Regions from separate parts of the Sus scrofa genome. Here region 1 is linked to region 2. A link is a contact called in public Hi-C data. All regions are on one chromosome and are shown on one strand. Each heading gives the region's core, a stretch centred on a gene start, on an enhancer-like site or on the middle of the called end of the contact. The rest is flanking DNA. Distances are from core to core; before and after follow the strand shown.

Region 1 (6,906 bases), core at 270-2,769, 43 kb after region 2:
GCAGGGAATACAGCAGATGGCCCCGCCTGACCCTGACCCTGTCCTGCCTCCTGTATATCCAGCTTGGGGGCAGGGGTAGGGTGGGGGTACTAGATCACCTCACAGAATCTGAAGCAGGGCGTTTTGCTTTTCCAGCAGAGTCATTTCCGTCGCATACATTGTTACAGAGCCCCTCCTGGGTGTGCAGAGTACTGTGTCCCTGGGATACAGAACAACACAGATGCAGATTCCTGCCCCATGGGGTGGACCTTTAATGGGGATCAGAGAAGCTACACAGGCTGACAAGGTAAACCATGTTAGAAGGTGATGAGCACTCGGAGGATCCTAAGGATTGAAAGCGGGAAAGAGACTGAGGAGGTTTGTCATCTCACCTGGGCGTCAGGGCAGACCTCATAGAGAAGGAGAAGGTACTGCTCCAGTAGAAACCTGAAGGAGGAGAGGGAGGGGCCCACGAGGGTGTGTGCTAGGCAGAGAAGAGCCAGTGCAAAGGCCCTGAGGCAGGAGTCAGGGGCTTGGGGTGCAAGAAACCCGGGAAGCCGGTGTGGTTGGAAGGAGTGAGTTGAGGTCAGAGTTGTGGGGAAAGGAAATTCTCTAGGGCCCTGCGGCATGTAGTGAAGACTTTGGCTTTGACTGGGGTGAGGTGGGAGCTGTGGAGGGTTTCAAGGAGGGGAGACCGAAGTCTGGCTTTAAGAGGGTCGTGGAAGCCATGTTGGCAGAATCTCTCTCACCTTGGCATGACCTGGGAATTTAGCACATGGTTCTAAAATGATGAGGAGCCCAGTAGAGAAGGCAGGCTGGGGGTTCATTTGTGGTACAGCGGGTTAAGGATCCAGGGTCATCACAGCAGTGGCTTGGTTTGTTGCCATGGCACAGGTTCGAGCCCTGGCCTGAGAACTTCTTCATGCTGCAAGTGCAGGCCAAAATAAGAATGTAGGCTGTGAGGGATGGGCCTGGCTGGCTTCTGGACCTTCCGCTGAACACAGAGGGTGTGTTTCTGCTATCCCCCAACATTCTGGGGAAGAAGTTGTGGCTTTCTAGCACTGTCTCCTCTATATCCCTCACACAAAGGGGTTGGCAGAAGGAAAGGCTGCCAGCACACACTGGGCTCTGGGAGGCCGCATCTGCCAGGTCCTGGTTCCTTAAACACAGTCCAGGGTAACTTGGCTCTGACAGGAGAGGAGGCCCAAGATGCTGGATGGTGTGAAGTCAGGGAAGGCTCCCTGGAAGAGGCAATAGGCAGTCTGGCCCTGGAGGAGGAGGAGATGGGGCCAGGCCTTCCAGGCACCAGACCTGGCAGGGCAGAGATTTGCAGAGGACCGGCCTGTGTCCTGGTCCCCAGCCCATTTCCCATTCTACATTCCCCAGCACTCCTGGAAGGGGGATGGTATCTTGCACAGGCCGAGCCCAGGGCCTTGAGCCAGAAGAGAACTGAGGTTTGCTGTGGGGGTGGAGGAGTGTTCCATTTTTGGTGTCTGCTGCAGGAAGAGCAGCCGGGTATTTCCTCTTGTCCTTTTGGAGGGTTGGAGCAGGGTGACTGTCCTTAGGAACTAGGTCAGCTGATGGGGGTGGAGTGGTTGATCTGCATCCTCCAGGCAGTATCCTCATTGTTCTGCTCCTGAGTGGCCAGTGCCCATGTTGGACAAGATCCTCAGTGATCTGAGCCCACATAGTCCCCCTGACCCCTTCAGCAGAGGTCAGAGAGGTGAAGAGCCTGCCCATGGCCTCACAAAGGCCATGTAACTTGAGAGCCACTACCTGGAGACCGATTATCCGGACTCCAAATCCCAGCTCCACCACTGACCTCGAGCCAGGTCGCTTCACCTCTCTGACCTCAGTTTCCTCATCTGTGATGTGGGCATTCTGGAGATGCCTACCTACTAAGGTGCTGACTCAGGAGGCACAAATGGGACCACATGCAGGGCTTGGCCAGAGGGAGCAAGGGCTGAATGTTGGTCTTAGTTTGGTAGGTTATAGTGGTGGGATGGCAAACCTCCTAGCATTCATTTCTTTCTGCTGTGTTAACACCCCTGGATAGAGATTCTAGCCTGGCCTGGCCTTTCTCTATCCAAGGGCTCTTTCTCTATCTTTTCTTCTGAGGCAGCTGATGGTGTGTCTGTGCTGTGATTTATGTAGCCAGGTCTCCTCCTGCTGGGCATCAAGGCTATTTCCAGCTTTTTACACTTAGAAATAGCACCTCAGTGGACATCTCTGCATCTGTGCCATGGACCAGTTCTCTTTTTTTTTGCTTTTTAGGGCCAGACCTGTAGCATATGGAGGTTCCCAAGCTAGGGGTCTAATTGGAGCTACAGCTGCCGGCCTACGCCACAGTCACAGCATTGCAGGATCTGGGCTTCATCTGTGACTTACACCACAGCTCACGGCAATACCAGACAGATCCTTAGCCACTGTGCGATGCCAGGGGACGGACCTGCAACCTCATGGTTCCTAGTCAGATTTATTTCCGCTGCACCATGACAGGAACTCCTGGACCAGTTCTTTAGGCTGTTTGCCAGCAAGACTTACTTCCCTTTTTTTAGGATCGCTACAAGAGCCATGAGCTCTGGGTCTAGAAGGTCCCCTCTCCCCAACATTTACTATGAAAATTCAGGTATGTGAAAAAGATGAGGAGTTCCTGTTGTAGCGCAGTGGAAACAAATCAGATTAGGAATCATGAGTTTGTGGGTTCCACCTCTGGCCTTGCTCAGTGGGTTAAGGATCCAGCATTGCCGTGAGCTGTGGTGTAGTTCACAGACATGACTCGGGTCCCTCGTTGCTGTGGCTCTGGCGTAGGCTGGCATCAACAGCTCCAATTAGACCCCTACCCTGGAAACCTCCATGTGCTGTGGGTGCAGCCCTAAAAAAGACAAAAAGCCAGAAAAAAGAAAAGTCAAGTCGAGGAATTATACAGTGTACATCTATAGACTCAGCACCTACCTCCCATGATGAGCATTTTTTTCTTCCTGCTTTATCCATATCTGTGCTTTGGGTTTCTCAAGCTTAATGACACGACCAGCATAATCATTAGTTTCTTATTTCCTTTGATCTCAGTGTCAATAACAGTGGCTTCGAGTCACCCCGGGCTACGAGAGGCCAGAAAGCATTTCTCCTTAGGGGTTCACATGTATGTGGGCCGCCCCATGAATAGCCAGGACGGGGAGAGGGACAGCAAGATGGACTTTGGTGAGGCCAGCAGTGGTTCCTGTTCCCCATCCCGTGCAGGTGCCTTGTGGAAGGAGGATAAGGAGTCCCATAGACAAGTGCCAGGGATCTCACTGGGCTAGAGGGTGCTGGCAACTCACAGGCCCACTAGGGCAGTGACTTGTGCCTCTTTTGATTGTGATCCACAGGGAGGGAGATTATACATTACCACCCAGGAAGATTTCACGTACAACAGAAAAGCAGGCAGTTCCCTGGTGGTCTAATGGTTACGGATTTGGTGTTGTCACTGCTGTGGCTTGGGTAACTGCTGCAGCACGGCTTCAGTCCCTGGCCTGAGAACTTCCACATGCCTCGGGTGCAGCCAAATCAAAACAAAACACCAAAGCAGAATCTTTATCAATAATACATCACTGAAGTTCCCGTCGTGGCACAGTGGTTAACGAATCCGACTAGGAACCATGAGGTTGCGGGTTCGGTCCCTGCCCTTGCTCAGTGGATTAACGATCCGGCGTTGCCGTGAGCTGTGGTGTAGGTTGCAGACGCGGCTCGGATCCCTCAGTTGCTGTGGCTCTGGCGTAGGCCGGTGGCTACAGCTCCAATTAGACCCCTAGCCTGGGAACCTCCATATGCCGAGGGGGTGGCCCAAGAAATAGCAAAAAGACAAAAAAAAAAAAACACCACCACATGCTGATGGTGTAGTGATGCATGCTGATATTTGCCTCTGTATCCTGTTCATCAAAAAAGGGAAGGGGGGCTGGTCACACACCTGTTGATTATTGCTTTTTGGTTTGGGTTTGTTTGTTTTGTTTTGATTGTCTTGCCCAAGGCATGTGAAAGTTCCTAGGCCAGGGGTCAAACCCACACCATAGCAGTGATTGTGCTGGATACTTAACTCTCTGTGCCATAAACTCCATGGGTTTTGGGGGTTTTTTTTTTTTTTTTTTTTTTTTGTTATTGTTGTTGTTGTTGCTATCTCTTGGGCCGCTCCCGCGGCATATGGAGGTTCCCAGGCTAGGGGTCTAATCGGAGCTGTAGCCACTGGCCTACGCCAGAGCCACAGCAACGCAGGATCTGAGCCGCGTCTGCAACCTACACCACAGCTCACGGCAACGCCAGATTGCTAACCCACTGAGCAAGGGCAGGGACTGAACCCGCAACCTCATGGTTCCTAGTCGGATTCGTTAACCACTGCGCCACAATGGGAACTCCGGTTTTTTTTTTTTTTTTTTTTTTTTGTCTTTTGTCTTTTTTTGTTGTTGTTGTTGTTGTTGTTGCTATCTCTTGGGCCGCTTCCGCGGCATATGGAGGTTCCCAGGCTAGGGGTTGAATCGGAGCTGTAGCCACTGTCCTACGCCAGAGCCACAGCAACGCGGGATCCGAGCCGCGTCTGCAACCTACACCACAGCTCACGGCAACGCCGGATCGTTAACCCACTGAGCAAGGGCAGGAACCGAACCCGCGACCTCATGGTTCCTAGTCGGATTCGTTAACCACTGTGCCACGACGGGAACTCCCGGTTTTTTTTTTTTTTTAAACTCATAATATGTCATGACCTGTACAAATGCTTTGTGAGGGTGTCCATTTCACAGAGTCAGAATTTTTGCCAGTTTTATACCTTGTGGAATCCCCCAGGTCTAGAAGAGGACTGGATCAGTGGGTTAGCTCCCCTCAAATACTTGTCAAGAAGATGAATCTGTTGCTCCCCAAATTTCTAGAGCACCTGTGACTGATTAAACTTCCTCTGCTTGACAAGGCACCTGTCCCAGAAGGCCATCTGCTCCCCATCCACAGCAAGAGCCCTTCTCTTTCTCATTTTGAGCATCTTTCCTCCCTTTGCAGAATATGCTGAGTTTTTACACTGCAAGTCCAAAAAGTTTACAGACTTTGAAGAAGTCCGACAGGAGATCGAAGCGGAGACCGACAGGGTCACGGGGACCAATAAAGGCATCTCCCCAGTGCCCATCAACTTGCGGGTCTACTCACCACACGGTAGGTAGCAAGGTACCCCTCACGTACGGGGCAGGGGAAAGCTGGGTCGGGTCAGGCTCTCACAAAAAATATGCCCCTTCCCATTCTTCTTCACATGCACATAGCCCTCTGATCTTCGTCCTCCCGCTTCTGTCCGATATGAACATGGCACCGAGAAATCCATCTCAGCTCTAAGAAAAACAGCATGCCAGGGAGACTGTCAGGAGTGGGGCGAATTGCGGCTATATGTTCATTTTATTTTATTTTTTTTTTATTTATTTATTTTTTTTTTTTTTTTTGTCTTTTTGCTATTTCTTGGGCCGCTCCCGCGGCATATGGAGGTTCCCAGGCTAGGGGTCCAATCGGAGCTGTAGCCACCAGCCTACGCCAGAGCCACAGCAACGCAGGATCCGAGCCGCATCTGCAACCTACACCACAGCTCACGGCAACGCCGGATCGTTAACCCACTGAGCAAGGGCAGGGATCGAACCCGCAACCTCATGGTTCCTAGTCGGATTCGTTAACCACTGCGCCACGACGGGAACTCCTATATGTTCATTTTAAAGGCGCAGCGGTGGCTCTGGTTCCAGATGAATGGTGGCCACACAGTGATACCAGCCCAAGGCAGCCAGTCTTTTGGTTCCTGGAGAGGAGCCAGAAAGCCAGAAAAGTCCTGATTTTAAAACTGCATCATTTAAACAGAATAAGCTGTATAAATGTATATGGCCCAGCAGCATGGATTGCCAACTTAGATGGTATTTGGTGAATATTCCAGCCGACCCTTAACACCTCAGTATGTATGGGTTCTTTGTGATGAGTTTTTAAATTTGTTTATTTATTTTTATTTCTTTTCTTTTTAGAGCCGTACCCGCGGCATATGGAAGTTCCCAGGTTAGGGGTTGAATCAGAGCTATAGCTGCCGGCCAAGGCCACAGCAACAGCAACGGAGGAGCTAAACCTCATCTGAGACCTACACTACAACTCATAGCAATGCCGGATTGCCGACCCACTGAGCGAGGCCAGGGATCGAACCCACATGCTCATGGATACTAGTTGGATTCATTTCCTGTGCGCCGTAACGGGAACTTCCTAAATTTATTTATTTTTGAATAAATGATGTCTGTATGTTGCTCATATTCAGAAGTTATAAAAGGAAATATCTAGCAAAAACCTCCTGGTCCCCCAAATTATAATTATTATATCTCATTTCTTCAAATGATACATATAGGTAGTTATGAATACATACGTGTGTATCACATGTGTGTTTCATCTCTTTTACTCAAATCATAGCATAATATAATCATTGATGCCTTTTTTTTTGTATGAGTGCATCTCAGCGGCATATGGATATTCCCAGGTTAGGGGTCAGATTGAAGTTGTGGCTGCTGGCCTACACCACAGCCACAGCAACACGGGATCAGAGTCTCGTCTGCGGCCTATACCACAGTTAACGGCAACGCCAGATCCTTAATCCACTGAGCGAGGCCAGGGATCGAACCCATGTCTTCATGGATACTAGTTGCATTCATTAACTACTGAATTATGATGGCAACTCCCTGTTTTTTTTTTAATGTATATTTTTTATTAAAGTGTGGTTGATTTGCAGTGTTGTGTCAATTTCTGCTGTATAGAATAGTAACCCAGTCACATGTATATACATTCCTTTTCTCATACTATCTGCCATCATGTTCTAATCCAAGAGATTAGATATAGTTCCCCATTTTTAAAAAATTTAATTGCATTATAGTTGACTTACAATGTTGTACAAGTTTCAGGTAT
Region 2 (6,747 bases), core at 2,707-5,206:
GGCTGTGTTCCACCCCTTGCCCCTGGAGCTTTCACAGATAAAGCTGTAGCTAAGATCACTAGCAGCTCCCACACTCTCTCTCTCTCTCTCTCTCTCTCTCTCTCTCTCTCTCGCTCGCTCACTCTTTCTTACATTTTCTGAGGGCCTGTGGAGGGGAGGGCAGGGTCTGCTCTCAGGGCAAGGCGGAAGAAGAGGAGGGGGCTGAGGTCTATCTCCTTTTGCCTGGTCACCCCTGATCTTGCCCCTCTACCCTCAGAAATGACCAAGAGGGACGTGCCAGGCTTTGCCATCGGGGGCCTGAGTGGGGGCGAGAGCAAGAGCCAGTTCTGGAGGATGGTGGCACTGAGCACCTCAAGGCTGCCCAAGGACAAGCCCCGATACCTGATGGGGGTCGGGTATGTGGAGGGGAGGGGAGACAGCCCTGCCTATGGGAAGTGGGTACCTGGTGACCCCTGCCTCTGGGGAACTGGTGGGGAGGACCCTGCCCTGCCCAGGAGGGGACCTAGGAGGACATGGCTCTCTGCTAGGGATGGTTCTGAGGGTGCCGGTCTGGGGGGCGGGGAGTGTGAGGGTTGGGTGTCGGGGTTTGGGGTGTGTGACCAGGGCTTGAGGTTCTCTGCTCCCCTCCCCCACGGCCCCACCCCTAGCTATGCCACCGATCTGGTGGTCTGCGTGGCTCTCGGATGCGACATGTTCGACTGCGTCTTCCCCACACGGACGGCGGTGAGGCCCTTGGCAGGGGAAAGGCCAGCGAGGGATTGGGGGAGCCAAGGTGGGGGTTAGGTGCGTCGGGGGACAACCTGGTTGACAGCCTTCCCCTCCCCTCTGTCCATCCCCCAGCGCTTTGGCTCCGCCCTGGTGCCCACGGGGAACCTGCAGCTGAAGAAGAAGCAGTATGAGAAAGACTTCCGCCCCATAGACCCAGAGTGTGCCTGTCCCACCTGCCAGAAGTAGGGGAGGTCGGAGGCTGGAGGCTGGGGAAGGGCAGGGAGGGGGCCGGACCTGGCTCTGCTGAGCCCTCACCTCCTGACCCCCAGGCACAGCCGGGCTTTCCTGCACACGCTGCTCCATAGTGACAACACGGCCGCCTTGCACCACCTCACTGTCCACAACATTGCCTATCAGGTGGGCCTGTGGCTGGGATGGCTGAGGCAAGGTGGGGGATGGGAGCCTCCCCTGTGCTGGTGGCTGATGCTGACACCCCTGCCCTGCAGCTGCGGCTAATGAGTGCTGTACGCACCAGCATCGTAGAGAAGCGCTTCCCTGACTTCGTGCGGGACTTCATGCGGACCATGTATGGGGACCCCACCCTCTGTCCCACCTGGGCCACTGAAGCCCTGGCCTCTGTGGGAATCACCCTGAGTTGACCCCACTTGGGAGAAGGAGGGAGGGGATGGAAGATATTGAAGTATGTGGTGCTTTTTATTATAACAGAGTGTGTCTGTGTCTTCTTGGGGAGGTGGCCTGTCTTGGTCCCCTTCCTTATCTGAGTGTCACTGGGGCCCATGTACCCCCATCCCGCCATTGATGATAATAACAAGTATCCATAGCAGCAGCTGGTATCCAGAAGTCCTGTATGTAGGAAAGTGCAGCATGAGGGAGTTTCCCAGGTCAGGGATGGAACTTGTGCCACAGCAGTCATCAGAGCCACTGGAGTTACAGTGCTGGATCCTCAACCCTCTGAGCTACCAGGGAACTCCTATTCTCTTCCTTTTTATAGGTGAGGAAACAGGTCCAGAGAGGGGGAAGTCCAGAAAGGGAGAAGGCTCTTTGCCTTGACTCTTCAGACCTGTGGCTTCATCTCATTGTCAGTAAACACAGCAGTGATAGTAAGTGTGATCTAGCAGGCACTTAGACTGAGCCTGGCACTGTTCTCGGTGGTTGTCAAGTGTATTTAATTCATTTTACAGATGAGGAAACTGAGGTTCAGAAAAATTGAGTCACTTGGTCATTACTACCCAGCAAATAAATAGACCTAGGATCTAGTCCAGATATGGCCAGTTACAGAGCTCTTAGAAGGTAAGGTTATTTATTTATTTATTGCAATTTTTTTTTTTTTTTTTTTTTTTTTTTTTTTTGGCTGTACCCACAGCATGCGGAATTTCCTGGGCCAGAGATCTAACTCAAGTTGCAGCAGTAACCCAAGCCACAGCAGTGACAATACTGAGTCCGTAACAACTAGGCCATCAGGGAACTTCTGAAGATAAGGTTTAAGTAAAAAAAAGTAGCACATTTATAGCATCTACAATTTAAATATCATAAAGAATTCAACTACATTTATCAGTTTGTGTATTCTTCCAGAAATTTTCCACCTGTACATTATTTTCGTGAATGTTGCCATCCTTTACATGCAGTTCTGTACCTTGCTTTTCTTCCTTTTCTCAGTGTAGCTCAAATTGTTTATATGTCACTACATGAAAACTTCCTCAATCCTTTTTTTATAGCTGCTACATAGTATTTATTTCATGAGCTCCATGGATGGGCAGTTAGGATGTTTCCAGGTTTCTGCCATCATAGTCAAGGCTGCAGTGCCAATCATTTTGGGCCATCTTTTTGCCTGTCTCTGAGACCTGGGTCTTGGGTCAGGGAGCAGGCCTGTAACTTTGGCCACTCTGCCATCCTCTTACTCATTTTTTCTTCTTTCCCCTGTTACTGCCCTGCCCCCTCAGCCCACTTCCCCACCTCCTTTGCTCCTGGCTCCTTATTGGGCTGCCTCTGGCCTATCTTTGTCCAGAGGAATCAGATCACTTCTGTTAAAGTCAGTCCATCTATTCCCGGCTTCCTTTTTTTTTTGGCTGCACCGTCAGCACATGGAAATTCTCGGGCCAGGGATCGAATCCCAGCGACAGCGTCATAGTTGCCACAGCGTCAGAATTTAAACCCACTGCGCCGGCTGAGGGACCGAACCCTCGCTGCCACAGAGACAAAGCCAGATCCTTAACCCGCTGTATCACAGCCGGAACTCCCCCGCCTCTTCCAAGTGGTCAAGAGTCCCAGTTCCCAGAATCCCCAGCGTTGCCTGCAAAATAATAGGGGAGAACTTTCTGGGGAGAAGTTCCGTTGAGTTTCATTGAGTACTCAAAAAGATCCAAGATGTGCTAAAGTTGAAGAATCAGAGGAACGACGTTGGAGCGTCAGCTGCATCAACACAGGCGTCATCAGACGGTATTCCTACGGGAGGACACAGCATTCGCCAGGGTCTGGAGGCGTGGGAGCTAGCGAGGCCGAGCTAGCCTGCTTCTCCCTAGGAACCACTAATCGCCTGATTCTCACCTTCAAAGTGCACTGGGTCCCCGCGCAAGGAGCTGATTTGTGAGCTCACGGCCAAGACGCATTCTGGGACTTGTAGTTTTTTTTAAGAGCCGAGGAACTCAGGCGTGACCATCACCACTGGGTCCACAAGGTGGCGCACGTTGGCGAGTACTTTGGGTCTACTCTTTGCTTCAGAAGACTAGCCGACCTACGACAATCACAAGTAAGCGCTTGTGATTCTTTGATGGACAGATACATCGTCCAATTAGCGTCAAGATTCGAGGTTAAATCCCACCCTCTTGATTTGTTGGCTGACGGAACGGAGTGATATTTATATAAACCAATGGGAAATTTTTAGGGAACTAGGTAGAGTCGAGTGACAGATCTGTGTTTAAGAATCGATCCTTAATATCACTGGCCAATTTTGTTGACTGGCCGGTCTCCCTGCCAATAAAACTGGCGGATGGGCCTGCCATCCGGGAACTCCCCCAATGGGCGGGGCTAACATGCCTTTTTCCGAAACACCGCCTCCCGGCCTGAACAACTCGCTTCACGCTGCTATTGGCTGTTCTACAATAGCGACAGTTCTCGCGTCCAATGAGACTGAGAGAAAGTCCCCGGGGGGGAAGGTTCATTCAGCTGTAGGTCCGTGCCTCCCTTTCACTGGCTTGGGTGCACGAGCGACAGCGCGGCTGACCAACCGGGGGTGGGGCGAGGGCTTTGGGCGCAGCCCCAGGGCCCCGGGCGGGAGGTCGCTTGGGTCGGGTGTCGCCTGAGAACCGGATGAGGCGGCGACCGTGAGGCCGAGCCGGGAGCGGGCGTCGCGCCGAGGCCCGGGCGGACGGGGAGCAACGGCCGTGGACGCCGCGGGGCCGCGTCGTTGAAGGCAGGGGCGGGTGGGGAGCGCGGGGCGCTCGGGCCGGGGCCACCGGCGCCATGGGCAACCGCGGGATGGAAGAACTGATCCCGCTGGTCAACAAGCTGCAGGATGCCTTCAGCTCCATCGGCCAGAGCTGCCACCTGGACCTGCCGCAGATTGCCGTGGTGGGCGGCCAGAGCGCCGGCAAGAGCTCAGTGCTCGAGAACTTCGTGGGCCGGTGAGCGAGCGTGGCGGCGACGGCGGGCGGGCGGCGGCCTAGGGCGCGGAGGGCGGACCGGGAATGGCGCGCCCTGCGCCGCCGGCGTAACTGCGGCGCTTGCGTGCCCGCGACGGGGACGGGGACAGGGAGGCGGGCCCTGTGGGACGCCCTGGGCGGAGGGCTCCTTGCAGGAGGTGGGGAGCCGGCCCAGGCTAAAGGGGTATCTCATGGGCGAGGGCCAGAAGGTGCGGTGGATTTCTGCCGATTCTCTGGTCCTCAGCTATAGTGGGTGAATTCTACCATATGGTTGCCTGTGTGTCAGGGGCAGGTTCCCCTTCCCTGTCTGTCCGAAACCTGTCACTTAGATATCCATTGGGCCGACCCCTGCGGTCTGACTGGCTGTTCATTTATCTGGAGCAGTTCCTGCCGTCTCGTTGGCTGTCTCTCTGTCCTGGATAGGCTTCTGCCACCACCACCATTTGGCTGTCCATCTGTCCAGTACCGCAGAGCAGCCCCCTGCTGCCTGGCCAGCTATCTAGGATGACCTGTCCTGTCCGGCTGCCCATCCGTGCACTTCACAGACTTTAACACTTATCTCTTCCTCTCTTGGGTTACCTCCAGCTGGCCTCTGCTGTCTGACTGGCTGGCTGACCCTTGGGGACCCTGTTGCCTGGCTCTCCTGGGCTGACTCTAAAGCTTAGTGCCTGGTGAACGCTGGCTCCTCTTTTCCAAGTGGAACCTTTGTCTGTCTGTCCTACTATCTGACCTTCTCCTAATCTGCCTGTTTGTGCCATAGCGGACTGACTGTCTGACCCCACCACTGTGGCAGGGGGTGGTGGAGGATGCAGAGAGAAAGGGAGCTGAAGGGTGAGACTGGAACTCCTCTCAATTGGAAGTAGAACCCTCGGGGGAATCTTTCTCCAGGACTCTTTCCTGGTCCATGTCAGGGTACCTCCATGGCCCTAGAACATAGGGGCCAGCCCCCCAAGCTAAAGCCTGCAAATGTGGGGGGCCCTTCCTGGATCCTGGGAAGGAACTTCTTACCTGATCAGGCAAGATCTGGAATACAGCCTTTTTTGGATAGTTCTGAGAAGTCTCAGTTTGGCTCTCTGTCCTGTGGACATATTCCATTCTGTGGGCTGTTTCCTAGGATTCAGGAAGCTAATGGATGTAATTAGGTTCTTCTCTCTCCCTTCCCCCACTTCTTGCCCTTCTGCCTCCCAGATGGGTGGCCACTTCTCTATTTGTCTAGGAAGGACTCCATTTGTGACTGGGGCTGCCAAATGATAATATCATAGTCATTATTATCGTGATTATTGTTGTTATCAGTGTTAAGAGGTAACGTTCATCCTACAGGCCCCAAGCCAAGTTCTTTCTTGTTCCACTCAGAAGACAGCCTGTTTACCCAAGACCACCAGGCAGGAGGAGCTCAGTGGAGCCCAGCTTTGCTCCTGCCTTCCCAGAGGCCTGGGGGTTTTGCTCCCAGCAGCGTGAATTTCCTCCTTTGCTGCTTTGTCTCTGGCGAACTGCCTTCTGTCTACTGTGGCGGAAAGGCGTGGACTTGGGATCAACCAGGCCTGGGCTGAGCCTTGGGCTGGGCTATGGGCCCCCTGCTTGGCCATCTTCCTGCCTGGCCTGCCCAGGCTTCCAGTGGGCATCCGCAAAGCTCTGTCCATTTCATTTGCCTTGTGATCTTGCACAGATTGTTTTACCTCTCTGAGCCTCAGCTGCCCCTCCTAAAAATGGGGTGATGGACCCTCAACAAGACAGTTGCGAGGATGCAGTTACATGATGTGTTGAAAGTGCTTACTTAGCATGGTGCCTGGCACACAGTAGGTCTGTATGAATGGAGTTATTATTCACCAGGCTGATTCCTTTCATATTGACAACAAAAGCTAGTTAGAATTAAAGTGCTCTAGGAGCTCCCACTCTGACGCAGTGGAATTGGTGGCATCTTAGGAGCAATGGGACAAGGGTTCAATCCCCCACCTGGCACAGTGTGTTAAAGGCTCTGGCATAGCTGCAGCTGCAGCTTAGGTCTCCACTGCAGCTCGGATCTAATCCCTGGCCTGGGAGCTCCATATGCTGCGGGGCAGCCAAAATGAAAAAAAAAAAAAAAGAAAGTGCTCTAAAGTTAGACACTGGGGAGTTCCTGTTGTGGCGCAGCGGAAACGAATCCGACTAGTAACCATGAGATTGTGGGTTTGATCCCTGGCCTCACTCACTGGGTTAAGGATCTGGTGCGTTGCCATGAGCTGTGGTGTAGGTCACAGACACGACTCGGATCCTGTGTTGCTGTGGCTGTGGTGTAGGCCAGCAGCTGTAACTCTGACTCCACTCATAGCCTGGAAACCTCCATATGCCATAGGTGCGGCCCTTAAAGAAAAAATTAATAAGTTACACACTGGACTTCATT

What was found. Hi-C and Micro-C count contacts between places; a contact is called where the count stands out from the background.
Region 1: a Hi-C map of skeletal muscle shows a contact between it and region 2, with 3 times the contacts expected there. The contact joins the enhancer-like site here to the promoter of DNM2 in region 2. A contact is called at or near these places in 10 of 47 Hi-C or Micro-C datasets (alveolar macrophages, embryonic fibroblasts, fetal heart ventricle and 3 more) and 2 of 2 datasets of contacts at active chromatin or transcription factors (alveolar macrophages and skeletal muscle).

Annotation. Positions count from the first base shown.
Region 1 is chr2:69,515,187-69,522,092 of Sscrofa11.1, forward strand. It overlaps DNM2 (dynamin-2), which reads left to right. Exons shown (of 20, transcript XM_021083818.1): 3 at 4,999-5,148. Among named protein-coding and RNA genes, the nearest start is that of MIR199A-2, 39 kb to the right of the region's middle. Within about 2 kb of position 1,520, at least 12 of the 83 cell types and tissues checked have an H3K27ac peak or open chromatin away from gene starts, as enhancers often do. A contact at or near this core is called in alveolar macrophages and skeletal muscle, where this site is marked.
Region 2 is chr2:69,470,057-69,476,803 of Sscrofa11.1, forward strand. It overlaps DNM2 (dynamin-2), which reads left to right and starts at 3,957. Exons shown (of 20, transcript XM_021083818.1): 1 at 3,957-4,349. The coding sequence starts at 4,189. It overlaps QTRT1 (queuine tRNA-ribosyltransferase catalytic subunit 1), which reads left to right. Exons shown (of 10, transcript XM_003123209.4): 6 at 257-395; 7 at 648-723; 8 at 841-950; 9 at 1,038-1,125; 10 at 1,215-1,431. The coding sequence ends at 1,367.